2 separate regions of the Astyanax mexicanus genome follow, and region 2 is linked to region 1. The links are chromatin contacts, called in public Hi-C maps. All regions are on one chromosome and are shown on one strand. The core of a region is the stretch at or near the end of the contact, and the rest is flanking DNA. Distances in the headings are between cores, read along the strand shown. Region 1 holds the start of midn (midnolin). Region 2 has its middle 18 kb from the start of cirbpb.

Region 1 (5,924 bases), core at 3,107-5,606:
GACAAGAGTCAACTTGCTCCCGTCTGTAATGCCCAAGTCCTGAAGTTTCCCTGAACTCAGGCGCCTGCAGAGAAGACGAAAACTCGAGTAAGCTTTCGGAGCCCGCTGGCAGTCTTATAAGATGAAAATAAAATCATCATCAAAGTTTCATTACATTTTTCCACTTTAGCTACATGCCACTTTAGCCAAATGTCTCAAACATGACAAACTTATTTTTTTTGTTTGTCATTGTGTACTAATCACTTACGTGCATGATATACTGTAAACAATGTACTCAGTGACTAGTAGATAGCTCTATCAAAGCAAGAGTATGACTCCTTAGTTAGCTTATCTACAACTCTCCCATGCAAATGCAGCCAGTCAGCTGCCAGATACAGTTTCTGTTGATTTTATTTATGGTTATGAAACTTGAATGCAGCAGCACTTGGGCTTAAAATAACATTTGTGATTAAAATAGCACAAAACAGCAAAAATAACACTAACAGTGTTTGTGTGTTAATATGTACAATAAAGCCTACAGCTTACATTACACTAAGGCAGCTTGTTAGGCAGCAAGCAGGGCAACCCCCTCCAAAGTGCTGATGTACATTGTAATCATACAGACTTGTGCTAGGGCTAGCTAAATAGCTAAATGTCACCTCCTACTGAACAAAGGGGCTGACTGGCTGGCTGCATAGCCTACAGGCACCCAAAACCGTCTTCAAGAAGAAGACATTGAGCAGAAGCCCATGATGTAATTTGGTGGAGGCGATTACTCGAGGAGGTCGTTAAATTGGCCCAATTCAAATGAAAAACAATGCAACTGTTAGGGGTCATTTGCAAGTGACAAAGAGGGCTCTCTCTCGCTCTCCTCCCAGCTTTGCCACCTTTGTGTTATTGTTAGGCGGAGTGGAGAGCTTGGTGAAACTAACATTGCCCTTTTCAACATTAAGGAGGAATATTCTAGTGTGGCATTGTGTGGCTCGGTAGGGGAACATTTATTGTCTTGCTTCTGCTTTAAAAATGACATCTGCTAATCCAGCCAGGCAGGCTAAGCTAAACCTACAGTAAGTCTAAATAATTGGGGTTGGGGTTGTAACCAGATCAAGGAGGGTTTTTCAGTGCGCAGAATTGAATATTTTTGGATTAGGCCCTGGATTAGGCATGAATTCATAAATTTCTAGGTTTGGATAGAGAATGTTAGGTGATAAAGGCTATGAATGTTAAAAATTTAAACATGGACACAGTGAGGGGGGTAGGTTACCAAGTTAGGCAGAAAAAAGCGCTCCATTTATAATAAAGCTAACATTTTCTATCTACCTTAAGTACGTTAACTAGTTAGTTAACTATGTGAGCAAAAGAAACGTAGCTAGCTGCTAACTAGGTTAGCTAGTAAGTACGTCTTTGGAACGCTTACATAGGAAATGGGGGAATTGGCAACATAGACTAAAAGGTTTAATGGAAGGGGGCAGTGCTTTGTTCTATTGGATGCATGCAGTAAATAATGGTTGGACAGCCTCAGAGAGCTTAAAGGCTAAACATGGCCCCTGTATTAACATGCCAGAAGGTTCCTTCCCTGACCTATTTACCTTTAAAACAGCAGGGGGTGGAAAATAGAACAGAAAAAAGAAGAGAGAGAGAAGACATGCACAACTACGTAGCTGAACGTATATACTCACGTCTCTTTGTGCAGCAGAGCTAGTCTCTCTTTGGGGACCTTCAGTCTCTGGGACAGTCTTCTTTTCAGCCCCTCCACAGTCTCCTCGGCCGGCAGGGAGAGCTCGAAGCGCGTTCCCGTGGTGGACTGGATTTGCAGGCTGATGGGAGGCTCTCCCGGGACGGCCTCGCAGGACGGGGCTCCGCGGCTCGGGCAGCTCCGTGCGCTTGGCTGCTGCTCCATTCGGTAGCCTGCGCGTGTAACGGGGGGAGGCGAGGCGAGAGAAAGAGAGAGGATAAGAAAGAGGGAGAGAAAGCAAGTCCGTTTGTATATGCTGGGTAGCTACCAGGGACGGTGCTTTTCTGATAACACCGTGCGTTAATGCTCCGTTCCGCCGCTCCAGTGGGACCAGAAAGCCAAGAGCGAGTTAGATAGCTAGGGCAGCATTCCCAGGAATCACCAGGAGCACGCAAATCAATCCCTGTTCCCTTTCCGAGCGTCCAAAAACAGACGATCCACGTCGATCAAACAAAGCTCGTATTTGTATTATGCCTATAAACACGATGAACGCGCGCACCCGGCGCAGACAAACAAACCGCACATCGCGCGCACCGGACTGTCCTTTACAACGCTGCTCGCTTTCGATTCGCCAGACAGAGAGCAAGAAGAGCGCAAGCTTCACACCCGGCCAGACCCCGTGCTCCTCCAGCCAGCGCGCAGCTCTCCGATCCTACAGCATCAGAATGAGCTTCTTTAACCCGCCCCCACTTTACAACACACCGCCAGCGCGTTACGACTCCACCCACACCCTCCTGCCCCGCCGACCAATCAGGTCAGAACCAGTCGAAGACGTCGGTACTTTAGGCCAATCGGAAAGAGACGTGGACACCCACGTGGAGGATATGCCCCGCCCACACCACCTTCCCCCTCCGATTTGAAGCGAGTCTTTTACCCTCATGGAGGACGAATCGCGTCAGAGTGGGAGGGGCGTGAGCGGCTTCGACACAGGCACTGACCCGCCCTCTACTGTCCTAAGACCATTCATAATGCAGAACTGCTACCATAACAAAAGGGCCTCATCAACGGGTTGTGCACTGCTGCGACCACTAACATATAGCTAGCATATCAGAAATCCATGAAGCACCTATACAGGAGTGCGTACAGAATTCCACGTAGTATTTAACAGCATCCATAGAGCTTCTATACAAGACAAAATTCATATAGACATCCATTAAGGGGGCTTATACATTATTCATACAGAATTACATACAGAACCCATGCAGCATTTACACAGCAGCCATACATGCAATAAATATTTATATATTTTTTCAACCCCTGTTCATTGCAAATGCTCAGCTACACTAAGCCACAATAAGGGTCACCTTTAATGTACTGAGAAAACGGACTGATGTATCGATGGATTGATCAATTGATTAATGGAAGCAAAACAGTAAATTATATTGCATGGCTGCTTTTTTTTCGTAGGGGTTAAAACAGATACTACACCGCCCACTAGTGGTGAACACAGGCATGTGCTGTTACTAAAGCTGTCATAAACCCAGTTTATATAGCCAGTGCATCGTTTTCTGACGTTCTGTCAAGCAGAAAACATTATAAACAACGTTTAAAGACCAATTTCGTCGTCATCTCTAAATAAAGAGTGATCAGGTGTTCATAAGTAACTTAGGTTGCATGGGCTATCCTTAGCCAAAAACACAAGCTAGTATAGCATATGACAGTGCCTGAACAGAAAGCCAGATAAGCTAGATATAACTACAAACTGTCGAGATTAACATTTAGCTGGTTAACAGCTAGTTAGTTAGCAACGGTGGTAAATTATATAACGTTAACGTTACATAGAAAAGGGTCAAATTACTATTTAACAGTTAATTTAACGTAGTTAGCTAACACTAGCTCATTTATAACAATAACGTTACACATGGGAAGGAAACCACAACACAATACCACAGCAGTAGTTAGCTAACTGTGCTAGCTAGCTTTAGTTAATAAGGATAAACAGTTCAAATTAGCTCACTAGCGTACCGGTTAGTTAACTGGCTCAAATAAAGAAGCGTTAGCACGGTTGGCTAGCTTAATAGCTAACGTTAACTAGTTAATCTAGATAACATAGCTAGCAGATAACCTAACCTGTTTTAGCTAGCGTTAGCTATTTAAATTACCTTCAATGTATTTAGTTAGTTAGCTATGAAATGTAGCTTAGCTATGATATTTAACGTTATGGCATTTTTAATAAGGTCTAATCACGTCTGTGGCAATTTCAGGTCGATAAAGTAGGTTAACTTAAATATTCTAGTTCTGGTTACGCTGGATTTTTACATTTTGGACATCAATTTGATATTGACTTCAGCAAAAAAGAAAACAGTTCTAAATTCTAGGCTCATATAATAGTATAACTTAGCTAGTAACTAGTTGAAATGTATATCCCGGTATCTAAATCAAGTAACGTTAACGTCATGATACATACCAATAATAGTGGCGAAAATCTCAAAGTTCCGCGATAAAGTTCCACAATCCTCAAAATTCCCCAGTTTTGGCATGTACTGAGTAGAAATCTGCTCTAGAACAACCAGCAATGATCCAAAGCAGCGATCCACGTTATAGTCCACAGCCTCTCAGAACCAGAGCCAGACTGCTGCTGAGGGAGCTGGGTCGACTCCTTTTTACCAGCCGTTCTGAGAGCCGGTTCGACTCTCAGTGATTTAGCCGAGCTTAACGCTGAAGCTGGAGGTAATGCAGCTCCGGCCGGGTGGGTGGGGAGTGGGTGGAGTGTCGGCGTTAGCTGCTGCGGTGTGACTGAGTGTTAAGGTGGAGAGTTCAAATAGACGATACACAATGACTGTATTAGCCTGTATTTACAATGACTTAAGGCTTTGAGTTATTAAATCAAATCAGGTCACACAAACACACAGAGACTCATACACACACACTCATACACATTTATATACAGTAATATTCAAACGTTTAGACACACAACTTCTCATTTAATGTTTTTTTTTTATTTTTGGTTTTCTAAATGGAAGATTAATATTGACAACATCAAAATTGTGAAAAATGCATATGCAATTATGAAGTGAACAAAAAATGGTTTAACAAGCCATATGTCTTCAAAAAAACACCTGTTGCATTGATGCCAACTCTTGGCATTATTCTCTTCTCTGCTTTTTATAGTAGAACCTGGAATGGTTCTCCAACTGTCCTAAAGGTGTTCCTAGAGGTGCTGAGCAGCTGTTAACTGCTTTTCCTTGACTATGTCAGGTGTTTGTGAAGGCAAGTTTTTTCTACTACCCACTTTTTTCTACTTCCACTACTGTTATATGGGTTCCATTTATACTGTCATTCCATCTCAATCACCATCAATATTGCACTATTGTCTTCCGTCTTACGTATGTTTATTGTGTCTTGTTGTATTGTACATATAGTGTCTCCCACTCTTTTAGATTATATATCTTATTTCTTTTTGCTTATATTTATATATCTATTTCTCCCCCACACTACTGCACCTTGTTTCTGTCTCATGTATGTCTATTTGTGTCCCTGCTGTATTGTACACATAGTGTCTCCCATTCTTTCTTTTATTATATCTATTATCTGTACTTGCTGTAAAATTGGGAAGGAGAGTAACTTAATTTCAATTCTCTGTATGTCCTGTACATATGCAGCATTGGCAATAAAACTACTTTACTTGACCAATTGTCTATGTGTTCTTTTGTCGTTTTTAAATCTTCAATATTATTCTACAATGTAGTAAATAATACAAACTGAACAAATATTAATAAGAATATTCTATCTTGACTGGCACTTTATATACATATAAATATGCATATGTAACGGATCGATTTCTCATGTTGGTCCCACAAATGGATGTCCCGGATTGACCCCATCAGGCTCAGTGATAGCCTGGCCCCGTCTGGGTTGTACACTGCAAATGCACATATGCTGTTTGCCTAGATGGGAACAGTGTCAGTTTAAAAGTGGGCTGTAAATAAATATATATATATATATATATATATATATACTGTCCCTGGGTGTCTATATTTTTGCACACTGGTGTCTATATTTCTATACACCACATATACAAACATACAGAAAAATACATTAAATATTTATAATGTTATAACTACACATTCACGTTAGCTTCTCTTAATGTTGTGCTTTTTGCCAATTCCACCTTAAACACGTCGCCTTGTAAAAGAAGGGACGCCTTTGGGAGGTTGGAGGCGTGGCCAGCTATGACGACACATCTGTGAGGGCCGGGATGGGAGGGGGG
Region 2 (6,726 bases), core at 3,822-6,321, 160 kb before region 1:
AAACAACAACTGGATTTTCATGGGCCCCTCTCCCAACTCGGGCCCTGGGTAGTCAGGTCACCTTTTCCCCCACTACCACACCCTTGCCGCCATGTCTAAGGATGACTGGCTTGAGCTACTAGAATAGTACTCCATAACCTCCCATTATTAAGCTGTGGAGCAGTGGAAACGGGTTCACTTGATTGAAAACTATGATGATGGAGGTCTTTTCAACTGTCATTTCTTCAATGAGTGGAATGAGTTGCAGAACTGATCATGTGTATACACTATAATCTTACATGATTCTATAATCAGACATAAGTTTGAGCAAAGCCTCATAGTGGGTGCCAGATGGATGGGCCATTCCATTTCTGAAATTCATGCACCATAGAAGGCATTACGACTCATGGTGGAAAGTGCAGTGGATAGTAATGTTTGTGACTGGCAGCATCTGGCTAGAACTCTGCCATGTAGACCATTTTTGCCCAGTCTCTTGGTTATAGTGGAGGCATGAACACTGACCTTAACTGAGGGAGGCAAGTGAGCTCTGCAGTTCCTTGGATGTTGTTGTGGGGTCTTTTGTGACCTCTTGGATGAGTCGTCGCTGCGCTCTTGCAGTAATTTTGGGCGGCCGACCACTCCTGGGAAGTTTCACCACTGTTCCATGGGAACAAGGAAAACATGGCGACACCCTTGTACCTTACTAATGTACCTTATGATCTGGGGTACCTTATGCATTTAAAAACCAGGAGACAGACGTTTATTGATAGTGTATAAAATACAGTACATAATTTTAACGTTTTTAAAATCTATTTTTTTCTATAGTTTTGTCTTCTAGTTTACTGACTTTTGCTGCTAACTGTTTTTATTGCAATGCATCTGAAGTAAATGCATCACTCTCACATTCTTCTCAGTCAGTGCATGCTGTGTTGAGAAAGACGTAAAGATGTAAATAGCATCCAGAGACCAGCCCCACTCTGAGAGCTGTCATATGGTTGTGGTTTGGAGAAAAGTGTGTATGTGGATTGTGAGTTTAGGTGCGAGTGTGTGTGTGTGTGTGTGTGTGTATTGCAACAACTGATGTGGGCGTACATTAGCTTGGTCTGCGCTGATCGATAACCTGAAGGCACAGAGCGAAGAGACAGCAGGAAATGCTATTCACTCGTCACCCACCCTTTCCTGTCCTGCCCCCTCACACCACACACAGCCCACAGGCCCGACACAGGACAGAGGTTCCAGGACAGAAGAGCTTATTAGAAACAACAGAGAAAAAAAAAACAGATGAAGAGATAAGACACGTGTTAATAAACAGGATTAAGGTACAGGATTGGACAAGATCCAAATGAGTAACAAAACACAGTCTCAGCATCATGACTCAAAGTGACTGACACAACAATCTGTCCTTGTTATTCAAGCCTTTTATTGCCTCATGGCGAGGGCAATGCAGTCACTGTGACCTCCTGGACTGGGTCTGGCTGGAAATGATTCACTGCCAGTATCTCTTCTGCACTGATCTTCACAGACACAGATGAAGGCAACACCCAGTTATTTGCCTGGATCTGGGCCAACAAGGCACCAATAACACATATGTTAAATAATACCGCTGCAGACTGACCTGGTTTGACTCATACTAGGAATGTAATGATCAGTACAGTACAGAAGTCATCTGGTCTCTGGTATTTGAGCCAGAGGATCAGATGGTGGAGTGTGGGGCTGCTGCCTCTGCTAAAAAAATACTAACACCAGTAGAAAGAAATGTGAAAAGTGCAGTATTACTTAAAATCAATGATTTATTGCACCTTTTTTGCCATTTTCTGCAGATATTTCTGCATTTATTTTTTTGTAGCCATACATTACGTTAATAAGCTATAACAGTAAAAAAAAAAGCTGAAGTTTGTACATTTGCTACAACTACACAAAGGTGTGGAAAGTATTCTATGATAAGACTACAAAAACAAGCAGTAAAGGACACACTTTATGGGTAGTGTTGGGCGAATGACCTGGAGCACCAGAAGAGTGTGTTGAGGCATCAGTAGTGATAGGGGGAGTCCTAATGAATGGGTTGGGTAATTGGCCCTGTAAATTGGGGAGCAAATGGGAAAAAATAGAAAAAAAATCTGATGTCTGCCAAGGCCAATCATTGAGATTTAGCATGGCATGCTCAAAATGCTGACAGCATGAATTTCCAGTATTTTGCATTGACGTTAAGGCTATTAATAATAAATACTGAAACAAAATTCCTAAGCTTGTCTTTGCTAACTATTATCTTTAGCAGTAAGGTGGATCAAGTAACTCAAACTCTTATAGTGTTGTAGCAGTGTGTGGAAAAAATCTGACTCCTCCAAAACCCTGAGATGCAGATTCAGGGGTAAGCTGCAGTACTAGGCCTGCAGTTTCAGGTCATGGTGTGGTTTAGAACTCACACCTACACTGTAAGCCCGGAAAAGTTGAATTTACTTGCATTAAAAAAGTTAAGTAATGGGTAAAGAAAACTTAAGTTAGCATAACTTAGAACATCAAGTTTTTACAACTAAAGGGGAAGTTGATTTAACTTTTTTATTTTTGTTATACTGTAAGACCGGATAAGTTTAGTTTACTTAACTTTTTTAAGGCAGCTGGTTTGCTCTTTTTTTTAAGTAATGGGGAATGAAAAGTTGAGTTAGCAAAAATTGAAAACATCAAGTTTTTACAACTAAAGAGGAAGTTGATTTAACTTTTTTATTTTTGTTATACTGTAAGACCGGATAAGTTGAGTTTACTTCACTTTTTTAAGGCAGCTGGTTTGCTCAGACGTTTTAAGTAATGGGGAATGAAAACTTGAGTTAGTATGCATTAAAACATCAAGTTATTACAACTGAATGGGGAACTTGATTTATTTCTAAGGGAGCCCAGGGGGAATCACTACACACTGATGGTGAGTGTCAGAAACTGTTGGACACACCCAGTATGCAAATAGATTGTGACAGAAGCCAATGGAAAAGAAGTTGTTAATGGCAACACACTAAACTCAGTTATTATAAGTTGGTTCAACTCAAAGATCTCAGTTTGAATGTTTATAGTGCCCACTAACATAAAATAGTTGAGTAATCTTTAGAAATATCCAATTTTATGTAAAACAGACTTAAATTTTTTGAGTTTTGAACAGGGCAGCCAACTGCTGCTACTACAAGCAAACATAGCAGATAATCTTTTTGAAGCCACTCAAAGTCTCAAGGGTTGAATTTTTTTCATTCTTGGAGATCACTCTCCAGCTCCTTGACTGTCAAGGCCATTCCTTGAGGGTTAGCAATGTGCATGCGGTAACTCTGCAACACACTGTATGTGAAATATGCTGACATCATGCATGAATTCCTTGGCTACAAAGAGGTATTTCAGGCGACCAAGAGCCTGCTTGTGTTTATTGATGCAGACATAAAGCCATGTCAAGTGTTGTAACTTGCTTATGTAGGACAGATATAACAAATAAATTACATAAATGTCCGTACAGGCATATGTCAGTTGTTTAAACTAGTTAACCCAGGCCAGTTGGGTATGACGATTGACATACATGTCTACTCAGGTTTATATCAGTTGTTGTAGGCAAGTTATGACAAAAGGAAGAGCATCTGCCATAAATATCCAGACAGTTTAATGTCAGTTGTTATGACTAGCTTAGGAAGAGCTGTTATACCAATAAATCAGGTTTGTGTCAGTTATCTTGACAAGTGTATGCTGGTCAGTAGGTAGAGCAGCTGACATTAAGTGAAGGCCAGTTATAACAATACGTATGGTACGGCAACTGACATAAATTTGTGTACAGGTTTATGCCAGGTGTTGCAACAAGGTATGTTGTAGGTCAATTAAGCAATATGTATTAACTAGCTTATGCAGGCCAGCTGGGTATGACGATTGACAAGTTTATGTCAGTTGTTGTAACTAGCTTGTGTAGGCCAGTTGCAACAATAAGTCAGGTTTATTCAGTAGACGACATGTAAGCTATCTATTATAACAATAGATAAGGCAACTGACATAAATGCTTTCGCAAGTTTATGTCAGTTGTTGTTAGTAGCTTATGTAGGCCAGTTATAAGAATGCATATTGTACGGCAACTGACATAAATGGCTATACAGGTAAATGTCAGTTGTTGTAACTATCTTACGTAGGCTAGGTTTAAGAATACATATTGTATGGCAACTGACATAAATGACTATACAGGTAAATGTCAGTTGTTGTAACCGGCTTCTGTAGGCCAGTTATAACAATACATTTTGCAGGGCAACTGACATATATGACTATACAGGTATATGTCAGTTGTTGTAACCGGCTTACATAGGCCAGTTATAACAATACATTTTGCAGGGCAACTGACATAAATGACTATACAGGTATATGTCAGTTGTTGTAACTGGCTTACGTAGGCTAAGTTTAAAAATACATATTGCAGGGCAACTGACATAAATGACTATACAGGTCTATGCCTGTTGTTGAAACCAGCTTACGTAGGCCAGTTATAAGAATACATATTGTACGGAAACTGACATAAATGTTTATACAGCTTTATGCCAGTTGTAACTATAACAACAGGCACAGCCATGGACATCCTTGCCTTTGTAGGTTAATATTAGATATTATAACTGGCTAACGTTGTAATGATTTGCATGTTTGCTTCATGGCTCCAGCCTTAAAGAGCCACTCCAGGCCGCAGTGTGTAAAACGTTTTCTGTAGAACCTGCAGTGGTATAAGGGCTCCAGCAGGGGGCCCCCACTGATCAGCTCCCACACTGGCTGCAATATATGTGTGTGTGTATACTGTATATGTGGGGGAGTGTGCTCTTGTGCTGGATATGAGTGTGTTTTTTTTTAACTGACCCTGCTTTAGAACAGCTGTCTGGAGCAATTTCTCCTCTCTTCTGCCATCCCGAGGCCTTCGCTCTGCACCGACTCCCCCCATCCATGCCCCTCTCAGTCCAGGAGAGACAGGGGGGAGAGGAATAGAGGAGGAGAGGAGGAGAAAAGGCTCTGTCCCTCCCTTCCTCCGCTGAACACAGCCTGTCCCGGCTCCCTAAGGCCCCCACATACCCATTGGAACTCCCGCCCGCCCACTCGCAGAAGAATGTGGTCTGGGGTGAGAGCATTGAGAGCGTGAAATGGGGCAGAGGGCAGTGACTGAGAGGGAGAGTAAGGGGGGAAAGAGAAAAAGAGACTAGTGTGAAAATATGGCGCTAGAGAGGAGGATGGGAATGGAGCCGGAGGGGGACGTCGACGTTTTGGGGACGGGAACAGCCCACAGAAAATACTCAGCATGTCTGAAGGTTGTGTTTTGTCAAGAGGGGACAAAGGGGAACACACCTGCAGGTTGCGCCTCATGCTTTCGGAACACATACTGGGGGTCTTGTCTGAGGCTCTTGCAGGGGGGGCTCACCGGCATGTGGAGCAGAGAACAAGCACAATAGCCAGGCTTTCAGAAAAGGAGTGGGAGATGAGCGATGGGTGCTAAAGTGAATGGGAGGTCCAGCAGATCACAGACAAAAAATGGCCAAAGTAAAAAGAAAGGCAAACAGATGCAAACACGTGTCCGGTTTGACATAAACATGCATACAGTTTGCAACTGATATTGTTGCAAAGCTGCTTTACAGAAATATGATAGCAGGACAGAGAATTGAACATAGAACATAGAACCTCCAGTCAGCAACAGACGCAAGGAAGAAACCTTAGACGAAATATACTATCAAAGCTAACATATAAGGGGGACCCATCCTCCTCTGGTCAGATAATGATTATGAATGAATGTTAAAAAGTCACTATACAGGGGTTGGACAATGAAACTGAAACACCTGTAATTTTAGTGTGGGAGGTTTCATGGCTAAATTGGAGCAAAATTGAAATTAATTGCACATTGCACCAGTAAGAGCAGAGTGTGAAGGTTCAATTAGCAGGGTAAGAGCACAGTTTTGCTCAAAATATTGCAATGCACACAACATTACGGGCGACATACCAGAGTTCAAAAGAGGACAAATTGTTGGTGCACATCTTGCTGGCGCATCTGTGACCAAGACAGCAAGTCTTGTGATGTATCAAGAGCCACAGTATCCAAGGTAATGTCAGCATACCATCAAAAAGGACGAACCACATCCAACAGGATTAACTGTGGATACTATAAGAGGAAGCTGTCTGAAAGGGATGTTTTTGGGTGCTATCCTGGATTGTATCCAAAAAACATAAAACCACGGCTGCCCAAATCACGGCAGAATTCAATGCGTGCCTCAACTCTCCTGTTTCCACCAGAACTGTCTGTTGGGACAATAAATTATTGTGGTCTTAAACCAGGTGTTTCAGTTTCATTGTCCGACCCCTGTAATGGAATTAGTAAGAAAATTCCTAGTTACAGTTCATGCAAACTTTGATGTAATCAGAAGTGGATAGTGAGCAACTAGTCTGAGGCCGTTGGTATAAACTAGGCGATGGACTGTGATGTAGCTGATCTTTGTTGAGTGATGGGGAAGCCTGGCATCCACAGACTTCTATTACTATCAGACGAGCCCATCAGGTGGGCATTCAATAACACAAAAAAGGTTTGTAAAAGATTTAAGGAATTCGTTTTGACTGTATTCATGGAGAACAGCCAGTAATGTGCAATTGCCTCCAGCAGATCTAAATATTACAGCCTAACTAAAAGGAGAGAGCCAGAAGGTAATATAGACACTGAGGCACCCAAAAACACTGGCATCCACCCACTCCACAGTCAGCAAACCTGAGTGATCACTGAGT

The links. A called contact is a pair of places that touch in the nucleus more often than the background predicts.
Region 2: a Hi-C map of muscle shows a contact between it and region 1, with 9 times the contacts expected there. The contact joins the enhancer-like site here to the promoter of midn in region 1. A contact is called at or near these places in 2 of 3 Hi-C or Micro-C datasets (both in muscle).

Annotation. Positions count from the first base shown.
Region 1 is chr16:13,573,066-13,578,989 of AstMex3_surface, reverse strand. It overlaps midn (midnolin), which reads right to left and starts at 4,356. Exons shown (of 8, transcript XM_007252620.4): 1 at 4,122-4,356; 2 at 1,659-1,887; 3 at 1-64. The coding sequence starts at 4,194.
Region 2 is chr16:13,731,071-13,737,796 of AstMex3_surface, reverse strand. No RefSeq gene overlaps it. Among protein-coding and RNA genes, the nearest start is that of cirbpb, 18 kb to the left of the region's middle. Within about 2 kb of position 5,071, the one cell type or tissue checked has an H3K27ac peak away from gene starts, as active enhancers do.